Linked DNA regions of Zea mays: region 1 is linked to region 2. A link is a contact called in public Hi-C data. All regions are on one chromosome and are shown on one strand. The core of a region is the stretch at or near the end of the contact, and the rest is flanking DNA. Distances in the headings are between cores, read along the strand shown.

Region 1 (3,044 bases), core at 336-2,835, 310 kb before region 2:
GTATTTAAATATGTATAGAAAGTATAAATAGAGGATTTGAGAGGGGAAATAGATTGAAGTTAGCCTTTGTTTGCAGTAGGGCCAAATCCACTTATCAGCCCATCCCCATCCCCAGACTCAGCCCCAGCCCGGCTTTGGGCTTTGGCTAGGTAGTGCCGCCCCGCGACGAGATCCTCTGCCAGTAACTTCGTAGGACGTAGCACCCGATGACCCGAAGTCGCTGCGCGTGGGGGCGAGCGTGGGCCCGCGAGCAGTGACCCCGCCGCGGTTCTACTTCCCCAGACCCCAGACATACTGCAGAGGACTTGTTTTCTCATGACGGATCAGTGCCCGGACCCACATGTCAACGTCGAAGCTTCTAGACCTCTCCTGTCGTCCGAGTCATGCAACCCCCGTGCATCGCAATCACTCTCGTGCCCGCGTCGCGTCGCCCATCGGCAACTTGCAAAATCTGGCAACGCAAGGTGTACACTGTACGCACAGTACATCTTCTGATAGAGAGCCAAAGAGGTGAGAACATCCGGGTATGAATGACGCCCGGGTACCCCAATTGAAGTCTGACGAATCCAAAGCGAACACAAACGCTTACCTTTTTTTATATAAACCAAAGTACTTAATGAAATTATTTTGCACAATCTCATATTGGATCACCGACCGTATGCGTTGACTTTATTTGAGATATTGTTTGGTTACTTGTATGTAGGAGTCATAGTCTGTATAAGTGGATACAAAATAAACTATTTTGATGCCATTAATCTATATCCAGCTATACGTTTAAAATTATCGTATTTAACTGAATAGAACGGTGTCAGTCTGCGCATATACGGGGAGCCATCCAATCAAGCTGTAGTTTATTGGAAACTGATGGTCGGCGCGGGCGGCAGAGCTGCAGGTGGATGGGGGGAGTGGAGCAGAGCAGCAGATAACTTTTACAAATATATATTTATAAATAATATTTCTTATATTATTTATAAATGATTCATCTCTAACCGTCTGTGAATGGTTCATATATATGCGTTATTTTTCACTTTAACTCTGCCTTCGTTTACGTCCTAGGCAAAACAGAAACCACGCCGGCCGACCCGGCCTGCCCACATGGCGCCGACCTCTCCCGACGCCGTCCACCTAGGGGTGGTAATGGATTGTGATCCAAATAGTTCTTCACAAAATGTCAAGGCCCTAAATAAATTATAGTTTAAAAATGACTAGAAATAAAGCCCGATCCTAACCCGCTTCGATCCTTAAATCTTATAGTGCAAAAATTATAGCCCATTGTCAGCCCTACGTCCACCCCAGTGATACCGCACCTCGACTCCTCGAGGCATCGCCACATGCCCACGTCCGATCCGGGCCGCCCCACGCGCGGGGTGCGACACGCGTCGTGGCGCGACTGGCCACCAGGACATGTCCTCGTCGGCCAACCGACAGTCCGTTTCCCGCCCGCGGCTGATCTGTCCCCTCCTCGCGTCGCGTAGCCTACGCGTACACGAAAACGAACGTGACACCTTTCGGTGGCCTAGCTTGCTGATGCTCTATATAAGGACGCCTCCGGGCTCGATACCTCTCCATCCCTAATTAAGCCAAAAGGCACTGAAGAAGCCAGTCAATAGCGAGTTCTACTACTAGTAGCTAGCCTGCTGATCTGTTCTGTTGTTTAGTTCGCAAAGCCTTCTGTTTCGGCGACCATGGAGGATGAGAGGAACACCCAGCAGCACCAGGGCGGTGAGGCCCAGCAGGACGCCGCCGATCAGGTGGACGTGAAGGATAGGGGGCTCCTGGACAGCCTTCTCGGCAGGAAGAAGCACGACGACGACCAGGAGAAGAAGAAGCAGACGGATGAGCTGGCGACCGGCATGGAGAAGGTCACGGTGTCCGAGCCCGAGAAGCACGGGCACAAGGAGGAGGAGCACGAGGTCGTCGGCGAGAAGAAGGAGGGCCTTCTCGCCAAGCTGCACCGCACCAGTTCCAGCTCCAGCTCGGTACGTTCATATATAAACATGGTCTGCTGATATTCGGATCAGTAAAACGGCTTGTTATACGCAGTACGTCTATATATTTGACACGATCGAGAGTCACGATTATCTGACCACGATCGTGCGCGCATGCAGTCGAGCGACGAGGAAGAGGAGGCGATCGATGAGAACGGCGAGATTATCAAGAGGAAGAAGAAGAAGATGGGCCTCAAGGAGAAGCTCAAGGAGAAGCTGCCGGGCCACAAGGACGGCCACCACACGGCCGCACCGTCCCCGGCGCCCGCGCCCGTGGAGACGCATGCCCACCACCAGGAGGAAGCGCACAGGCCGCACGTCGTCCCGACCCCGGCCCCGCCGCCTCCACCGCACGTCCACCAGCACGACCACGGCGTCGTCGTCCAGGACGACGTGAAGACCGGGACCCCGCCGCATGCACCGGAGGAGGAGAAGAAAGGCCTGCTGGACAAGATCAAGGAGAAGCTCCCCGGTGGCCACAACAAGAAGCCTGAAGCCGCTGCCGCTGCCGCACCGGCTCCGCCCGTCCACGCGCCGGCGCCGGCGCCGCAGGCGGAGAACGTGAGCAGCCCGGATGGCAAGGAGAAGAAGGGCTTGCTGGGCAAGATCATGGACAAGATACCCGGCTACCACAAGAGCTCAGCTGAGGAAGCAGACCACAAGGCGGACGCCGCCGGCGAGCACAGGACCAGCTCCTAAGGTCGCAGTCGCAGCGCGTGTCCTGGCCGTGGCCGGGCCTTGGGCGATCAGAAGGTAGCTAGCGTTGGCATGTGGGTTCGGTTCTGGTTTGCTTTTACCAAAAGTTTGTTTCAAGGTGGATCGCCTGGTCAAGGTCCGTGTGCTTTTTAAGGTGGATCGCGTGACTGGCAGTGAGTGTTGCTGCTTGTGTAGGACGTGGTACGTACGGGTTTTATTTTGGTTCCAAGTCAAAAGTCACGGTCGGTCTGGATGTTGTGTACTGGGTTTGTTGAATTATGAGCAGCTGCGCGTTGTAATTCGGCTGGGCTACCTGGATGCGTTAATAATTGCTTTGGTTTCTGCCCAGCGCGCGAACGT
Region 2 (3,189 bases), core at 184-2,683:
AAGGTAAGAATCTGAAAATGACGAGCGAGGGATTGCAAGACAGCGTGAACAATATGGGGTTACTGTTCACCTATTTATAGGAACGGGACGCAGCCCGATCAAAATTACATTTATGTCCTTGTCGCACAATTATAATCATAATACAAATTGTTAAGGACTAGATAGACTTTTCCTCCTTGGGTGGGTATCGTCCTTCGTCTTCACCATAATGCTGAGCCGAAGCTCCTTTAGTAATAGTTTCGGCTTCTATCCGTGCTATCTTCGGGTTGTATCTTCATGTCGCGCCTGCCTTTGTATTGTCTTGCCGAAGGTGTTTTTTACTTAAGGACCTTCGACGAAAAAGACCCCCAACAGTCCTATAAAGCCTCGTCTAAGTATAGATGACACTCTTTCACCCTCTTCGTATAGAGACTCTTTACTCTTCTTTATCCATTTTTATTCTCTAGACGACGAATTAAGTAAAAACTAAAACGTGTATTAGATATTTGAAGGCTTGACAAATACATACATACAAAACTCTAGACTAAAATATGTCTCTAATAGATATTATTATCAAGGAGAATTAAGATATCCGTAAAATACAAATAGAAAAAAGGGATATAAGGACTCTCTAAGGCTACCCCAACAACTCGGACAACGCCCATAGATGCGCATTTTACATGATTGTTTCGTACTGTTCACACTTCCAGCGGATCATGGATCCAGTTGCGCAAAATGAGTGGTCGGACGTGACCAAACACAAATCTACGAGTGTATCTCTCCTCCACAGTCATGATACGTATTTGAATGCACATATTGCTGGAAGCTTTAAACTTTTGCGCAATCACTTGCAGGCATAGAGTCAGCATTCGCCTAGGATAGTTGAGGATAGACTAACCGTTCGCCCATACATTATCTCTACTCATATATCTATGTATATATGATGTATTGGATCAAACTCTGGTGTTACTCTCATGAATGCTAATACCACCAACATTATCTGTTGGTAACCTATGGTATCAGTGACGCAACCCGTCTTATGGCACCGCCATTTTCACTTCCACCTCTCACTCTGTTGCTTATTCTGGCCATACATAGAAGAATCTATAGCCAAACCACTTACGATCTCCAACAGCCCGCATATTCTAATACTTATCTCACTTCCTATTTCAAATTTTATTTTGTATCGCCGAAGATGGCCACCACAACATCGGGAGCCAAATTGAACAAAGATGAAAATGTGGAGTAAAAAATGAAAAATATGGCACATCGGTTTTCAACACGCAAGATCAATTTGAATGGTAATTAACCCAGCTGGCTTTGGTAACACGAGCATTTCCAAATCTCAAATTGGGCAGGGCATGACCGCTGCTTGGTCGACCACTACCTGGCGGAGTGGCGCGGCGGTGATCAACATCCCAGGCCGTCCTGCAGCTGCATTGAGCCATTGACAGGCTCACATCTCAGAGTCACAGGTGCAAACCTCGCGCGCGCTACCGTCTCAAAAAAAAAAACACACACACACACACCCGTCGCGTGCCCACTCCCTTCAAACCTTCATCAAACACCCGTTGCGCTTGCGCCAGCGGGCAGCCCCTCTCCCGCAGCCGCAGTCCCAGTCCCACGCGCATTCCGCCCCGCGGCTCCCGAGAGAGAGAGATGGCCAGGCACGCCAAGACGGACTCCGACGTGACGAGCCTGGCGGCGTCCACGCCGCCGCGGTCCCCGCGCGGCCGCCCGGCCTACTACGTGCTCAGCCCCGCCGCCTCCCACCCGGACGTCCACCTGGGCGCCTCCGGCGGCGTGGCGGGGACCACCCCGGCGGAGTCGCCGCTCCACTACCACTTCCACCACCACCGCCACCACTCGAGCGGCGGCGCCGGTGTCGGCGTGGGCGGCATGCACCACTCCCGGGAGTCCTCGACGGGGCGGCTCCTCTTCTCCGACCAGCTCCGCTCCGGCGGCGACGTCGCCGCGGTGGTGAGCGTCCCCTGGCGCCGGCTCGGGAACGGCAGCGGCGCGGGCAGCGTCGGGGACGAGGACGACGACGGCGCGTCCCTGCGCGGCGGGTCGTTCGCGGAGTCGCCGTGGCGGTGCTACGCGCTCGGCGCGGTCGCGTTCGTCGCCGTGTTCGCCTTCTTCCTGATCGTGCTGTGGGGCGCCAGCAGGTCGTACAAGCCCCACGTCGTCGTCAAGGTCCGCCCCTCGTCACCCCCCCTCGATCTTATGGCACTTGAGCCTAGTCTCCTGTAGCCAGCCCATGTTGCCTCGTTTGTTCTGTGTTCACTGGGAAAACCATAAAACTGTCTGGCGGGTAGGTACAAGCACAACGCATCGTCTTCAAGTTCTCGGGTTTGGCTTCATTTTCGAAACGAGCTCCAAATTTAGACTGATCCTTTTTTTCCTATGGCTGTATAGCAGCAGCGGTACTGTTCAGTTCTTCAATCCAGGGTTGCAGTGTAATCTGCAATATACCTTTTTACACATGAGAAATCTGTACTTCCATTTAGTCGATTCCATTCAAGAAAGGGGAAATATGTATAGCTTTTCAGATTTCCAAGAACGCATTTGGGCTACCGAAACGTTTTGGAACTTGGGAAGCGCGTCCGGCCAAGAAAACAGATGGCCGCCGCGAAACCCGCACACATTATTTGTTGCAATTTATGGGCGGCGGCGCGCACAGAGCGCGGCCGATGTGCTTGCTCACCACGTCCGTTTCTGTGTGTTTTTGTTTTGCTGCACTGCTGATGACGATGGCTCCACTCGCTGCCACTGCAGAGCGTGGTGTTCGAGTCGTACCACATCCAGGGCGGCACGGACCGGACGGGCGTCCCTACGAAGATGATGTCGGTCAACGCGACGGTGCGGCTGCGCTTCCGCAACCGCGGCACCTTCTTCAGCCTGCACGTCACGGCCACGCCGTTCCTCCTCTTCTACGGCGACCTCACCGTCGCCACCGGAGAGGTACGTACCAAGTACCATACCTGCAGTCTTGCGCTCTCTCTTGAATGAAAAAAAAAATCGATTGAGTCGCCCTGTGATTATTGCAAACGAATCTCATCTGTAGTTGAAGGGGACGTGGACGGCCGCTCTGATTAGGCAAATGAATCCCCTGTGATTATTGCTGTTGCTAGCAATAGTAACGGCCATGGCTAGCCAGCCTTCAATTAGAAATGCAAACAGATAAATAGAATAGATAAAGCACTACTG

The links. Hi-C and Micro-C count contacts between places; a contact is called where the count stands out from the background.
Region 1: a Hi-C map of endosperm shows a contact between it and region 2, with 2.4 times the contacts expected there. The contact joins the promoter of LOC100281087 here to the promoter of LOC100384786 in region 2. A contact is called at or near these places in 2 of 25 Hi-C or Micro-C datasets (endosperm and tassel).

Annotation. Positions count from the first base shown.
Region 1 is chr5:198,232,977-198,236,020 of Zm-B73-REFERENCE-NAM-5.0, reverse strand. It overlaps LOC100281087 (dehydrin COR410), which reads left to right and starts at 1,585. Exons shown (of 2, transcript NM_001370707.1): 1 at 1,585-1,979; 2 at 2,109-3,026. The coding sequence starts at 1,686. The coding sequence ends at 2,687.
Region 2 is chr5:197,921,153-197,924,341 of Zm-B73-REFERENCE-NAM-5.0, reverse strand. LOC100384786 reads left to right here and starts at 1,433. Exons shown (of 3, transcript NM_001177236.1): 1 at 1,433-2,175; 2 at 2,758-2,943. The coding sequence starts at 1,639.